Linked DNA regions of Zea mays: region 2 is linked to region 1. A link is a contact called in public Hi-C data. All regions are on one chromosome and are shown on one strand. The core of a region is the stretch at or near the end of the contact, and the rest is flanking DNA. Distances in the headings are between cores, read along the strand shown. Region 1 holds the start of LOC103652879. Region 2 has its middle 4.3 kb from the start of LOC103652881.

Evidence for each region. A called contact is a pair of places that touch in the nucleus more often than the background predicts.
Region 2: a contact with region 1 is called in a Hi-C map of bundle sheath, with 3 times the contacts expected there. The contact joins the enhancer-like site here to the promoter of LOC103652879 in region 1. A contact is called at or near these places in 3 of 25 Hi-C or Micro-C datasets (bundle sheath, ear and leaf).

Annotation. Positions count from the first base shown.
Region 1 is chr4:16,376,429-16,379,199 of Zm-B73-REFERENCE-NAM-5.0, reverse strand. LOC103652879 reads left to right here and starts at 1,339. Exons shown (of 2, transcript XM_008679867.4): 1 at 1,339-2,589. The coding sequence starts at 1,697.
Region 2 is chr4:16,522,422-16,525,192 of Zm-B73-REFERENCE-NAM-5.0, reverse strand. No RefSeq gene overlaps it. Among protein-coding and RNA genes, the nearest start is that of LOC103652881, 4.3 kb to the left of the region's middle. Within about 2 kb of position 1,327, at least 2 of the 20 cell types and tissues checked have an H3K27ac peak or open chromatin away from gene starts, as enhancers often do. A contact at or near this core is called in bundle sheath, where this site is marked.

The DNA of each region.
Region 1 (2,771 bases), core at 90-2,589:
CGCCATCATTACCCTACCCCAAGCTGATTCAGGCTACGGGGGACAAGACCGGCGTCCCATCTGGCTCGCTCCGCCAGATAGGCAATGATGGCGCCCCGCACGCTCTGTGACGACGGCGGCTCTCAGCCCCCTTACGGAAGCAAGAGGACGTCAGCAAGGACTCGACGGCTCCGACAGCTGTCCTTCCGCCAGGCTCCAGCGCTCCTCCGACGGCCACGACACCACACGAACCGGGTGCCAAAACCTCTCCGGCTGCCACGATGGCATGTACTTAGGGCGCTAGCTCTCCTCCGCTAGACATGTTAGCACTCTGCTACACCCCCATTGTACACCTGGATCCTCTCCTTACGCCTATAAAAGGAAGGACCAGGGCCCTCTTACAGAGGGTTGGCCGCACGGGAGGACGGGGCGACGCGTAGAGTCCCTCGCTCTCTCCCACGCGGACGCTTGTAACCCCCTACTGCAAGCGCACCCGACCTGGGCGCGGGACGAACACGAAGGCCGCGGGATTTCCACCTCTCTCACGCCCGTCTCCGGCTGCCTTTTTCCCCCTGCGCGCTCGGCCTCGCGCCGACCCATCTGGACTGGGGCACGCGGCGACATTTCACTCGTCGGCCCAGGGACCCCCCGGTCTCGAAACGCCGACAAGCTTTTTTCTTATATTTTTTATTTAACGTATTATAGACCTCTCAAGAGGTGGGGTGTTAAATGATGTTGTATGTACGACATTGAGTCTCTAGATTAGTTTTCTAAATACAAGAGACAACTAAGTGACTGTATGATACATTGCATGAGATGTCTTTAAAATCAGTAATATCATACTTATAGATAGTCATATAGAGACGGGCTCTTCACGAAGAGACAATCTCTTATATATTTTAATATAACCCCTTAAATATCCATCTGTTGGACATACCCTTATATGGCTAGACTTTTAGTTAGACCTATTTGGATTCAGTGGCTAAAAAAATTAATTGCTCTTTTTTAAAGCTAAAAGTGACTAAAAATCTATGTTATACTATTTTAATCATTTTTAGCTCCTAAAATATCTAAACTTTAGTTATTTTTATTTTAGCTCATGGGATCAAACGGATCCTTAGCTTTAGCTATATGTCGCGTAGCAACATTATGAAGCGACAACTAAAAAGAAATAGAGGTAATACTACTGTAAGCTATATTATTAATTTTGCTTTAAAATTATAGGATGATCGTTTTAGATTAAAGCCTGTTCGGACTCGCAACACGTGGCTCTCGACCGTTATCTTCCGCAAACACAGCCCCCTCCCCACGGTGTAAAGTGTGTCCTGTGTTCATTTACTGCCCCTGAAATGAAAATAAAAGCCGCCAAGGCCTGCCGTGCTGTTCCCATCCCACACCAACAACGCAAACGCACCACCGCCGCGAGGCCCCCCCATCGCTCCCGGTACACGAAATCAAAGCCGCCGAAAACTAGTGCTGATTTAAATTCCCGCGACGACTCCGAGCACTCGCCATCGCTTTCTGCTCCGCTCTGGTTGCGTTGCATTGCGGGTGCGGCTGGAGTACTCGACGACGCCATTATTAACCAACCATCTCCCCGGCGCCCTCCACCTTCCCTTCCCCACGCGCGAGACGGACACACCTCTCTCGCTCTGCACTGCACAGCAGCTGCTCTGTTACAGGGACCGACCGATCCCCTCCTTGGCTGGCCCTGGCCATGCAGCGGCGACCAGAGTTCAGCTTCCCGGGCTCGCCGGCGCGGGGGCTGCCGCCGCGGCCGCCGGCGAACCCGATGGCGCCGCGGTACGGGGACGAGGAGGTCCGGTGGCTGCAGGCGTCGCCGCAGGCCTCGCCGGAGATGGACTACAGCTCCGGCGGCTCGGGCACGCCGTCGCCGCAGCTGTGGGCGCACCACCACCAGCTCCACCGGCAGTACCCGGCGTCGGCGGGCAGCTCGCCGTCGCGGGCGCAGGCCATCGCGGGGTACCGCCGCGAGATGCTCGACCTCGTCCGCGGCCTCCCGGAGTCCGCCTACGAGCTCTCGCTCCGCGACATCGTCGAGCACCCGTCGCCCCCGTCCCCTCCCCACGCCCCTACCAACCCTCTGCCGCCGCCTACCACCGCCGGACCACGCGCGAGTCGCGCCGTCCCCGTCCCGGCGCAGGAGAAGGGCGAGTCCGCCGGCGCCAGGAAGGACGCCGTCGCGGCGGCGGACGCCGAGGACGGCGGCGGTAGCAGGAAGCAGGGAGGCTCCAAGGGCAAGAAGCAGGGGAGGAAGCAGAGGACGATGCGGAAGCAGCGGAGCCGGAGCCTGGACCGCAGCGTCAGCCTGGACACCGGCCTGCTCATCAAGCTCTTCCTCCCGCTCTCCCTCGGCGGCAAGAAGAAGGTCTCGCCCAAGCCCGACGCCGCCAAGGACAGCAAGAAGAAGAAGAGGAAGGAGAAGAAGGAGGCGGCGGTGCAGGAGGAGGAGTGGTGGACCAAGAGCGAGTTCAGCGAGGCCGGGAACAGCAGCCGGACCAGCAGCAGCAACAGCAACAGCAGCGCCGCCAGCCTCAGGAATGCCAATGGCGCCGCCAATCCGAGAGCGCCGGACAGGAGCTGGAGCAGGTAACTAACTCCTTTCCATTTCCTTCTTATTTGCTTCAGCCATGGTTTATTTAGTTCCGCTTCCTGATCTGGAAAGTTTTTAGCAGTATACATACATGATACGTCAGGTTGTTTAGCAAAAGAAAATTTGTTATTTCTTTAGAAATTCGAGTCTTTTCTAAAAAAGTATACAAATTTGTTGG
Region 2 (2,771 bases), core at 78-2,577, 150 kb before region 1:
GCATATAATGCTTATAATGAACGTCTTGACTATTATGGTATTCTTGAGGATATAACCGAGTATAAATTTGGAGGTCGTAAGCCATTAAGGTTTGTGACCTTTTGATTGTATATGGTTTGATCCTCGAGCCAGCACGTGAGTTGACGAGTTTGAGGTTGTTGAGATAAAACACACATCACGGTACAAAGGCAATGAGTACAACAATATTGTGCTTGTCCATCAAGCAAATCAGGTGTACTACTAAAGTTATCCTCACCCAAGCTTGGAGGTTTGGTGGGTTGTCTACAAAGTTAATCCAACAGTTCACCCTGATCGGTATGACAACGTAAGCTTCACAAATGATAATATTTTTATGTCTATCAAGAAGACAGTCATAAAAGAAATGATGATGAAGAGTATGATATTGTATCTGAAGGGACATACCTTGATGAATTAGTTTCTCGACCTGTGAAACTCGTAGAGTTAATGGATGAAGAACCAGATCCTTCGAATGCAAAACGATGAAAGTCAACAAGACTTCTTGAAAGACAACAATGACTTGAACAGTTTAATAATGCACATATCATAGAAAAGGATTATGATGTTGTACTACAATTTATGTATGTTATTGTAAGTTTACATTTTTTATTACTAGAATTTATGTCGTACTCTTGTTTTACATTTATTTTATAATTTAATTATTTATACTAACTATTGTATGGAAATTGTGCAGATGTTCAAGATGCTTGGTAAGGGGAAAGGGAAGAAAAAGGGTGAAGGCTCCTCCAGGTCTACTCGTTCTAGGTCGAGTAGGGAGGCCGATGCTACTGGAGACACCCCCTCTTCCTTATTTATGGTACTAGATCTTATTTTATTTCAATTATGTTTGGTAGATAATTGTTTTTATCTTGATGTTGTTTCCATTCGTAGGCCACCACATCTAGCCGGTAGAGGCTAGAGCAGCTCATGTCTCCACTTTCAAACCAGCCGCGGTCGTAGGATCACTCATTTGCTCAAGTAGATCAGAATCCAGGAGATGAGACGGAAGCTGAGGTGGCAACAGACGAGGCGGAAGCTGCAGAGACAATAGATGAGGCGAAGGCAGTTTAGGCGGCAGCTGCGAAACTTGAAAACATTAGTTATTTTATGATTAATTAGCACCTTTCAATTTTTACATTAATATTAGTTTAATTTCCAAATAACACTTTTTATTTTGTAGGTTTCGTAAGCCTCGGAACAAAAGTGACCAGCGGCAAATTATTATGTTGACGGGAACCAGGTCTTGGAAAGAGGTGGACTGGGACGCGCAAGGCCACCGTACATCAGTCAGCATCATAATTGGGATCTACTGACAATACTTCTACCAAGAGATGGTCACAGATGTCGGTGCGGTCGTAGCGACTAATGTTCGGAACCATTGGAGCCAAAAGGCCTATAGCCCCGGCAGAACCCGCGCATACGTGTGTGGGATGGGTTTTGGGTTAGTTTCTCTCGCCAGTTCAATTTTGTCTATATTTTGCTTTGATGGTATAATATAATATTTTGTCTATATTGTAGGAACAATATCTCTTGCCAAATGATATGAGCCTCGATGATTAATACGTGTGTGATGTTTTTAACGTCACTGTCCAAAGAGTTTTGAAGGGCATGACGTATGATGCATAGGTCAAGGTGGTGGTCGTGTGGCATAAGCATCAAAAGACTAACATGACTAGAGAGACCGCTAAAATAATACACCTTACAGTTGTGTAGTACAAAGAGAGTGAGGTGGATTAGCTAATCTAGGACTAGGATGCTTGTTTCTAGTTGTGCGAGTATTGGGCTTCTAAGGAGTTCAAAGCCAGATTAGATAGAAATCGTGGCAACTGGTTAAACAAGCCTAGTCTCCACCACTTCGGGGCTAATGGTCATGCTAGCAAGGCAAATTCCTACTATGTTAGACTATTGCCAATTTTATTTCTTAAACAAATCTATGGATATGTAATCTTGTATTGCAGGATTCTTTGAGATGGCATCGACCCTATAGTTGTCCAAGTTTTCATCAAGGGGCACAAGGGTCTAGATCCGGATTATCCGGAGATTCTGTGCGACGATAATGCGACATAAAAATTGGGAAGTCCAAATATTGACTCGAGTCTTTAATTTCAATGTTTTCACTTTCTATGTTAGAAAGACTTTTCAATTGAAATCAATGTTTTATAGGGTCGCTATATTGAAAATTTGCAAGAGAAACATGGACAAGACGTGGACTGGAAGTCAGCCAAGTTTGACTTAGCTATGTCACATGGGAGGTACTTTATATTGTCTAGCAATTTCATTTCCATAACCACGATTATATCTATTGTATATATTAAAATACTCTATGCAGGTTTCCTACCAGCGATGGTGTCATGGACCGCCAAAGTTATAGTAGGCAATCTTAATCCTCTATCAGGACTAGTCGGGCCCGGCAATGTTCTGCAAAGGATGGAGCGCTAATTTGGCAGATGCAACAATAGATGCAAATGCTACAATCACAACAAATGATGTAGGGTATGTGGATGCAGGGACAGGTAATAGCTTGACTTCAATTTAGTCATTTGTCAGGTTTCAAAATGATTGTAAATGCACAAGTGATGATTAATTTATTTGCAGGCGTACGATAGTGCCACACATTAGTACGACGTCATTCCGACTCCACTAGCAAACCCCTTGCCTTCACATGGTGATGCATCAGGTAAACTTGTGTAACTTGATCAAATTAGAGTTCTAAATCGTGAACATGAAATTAATTCTCTTGTTATAGGGTTCTG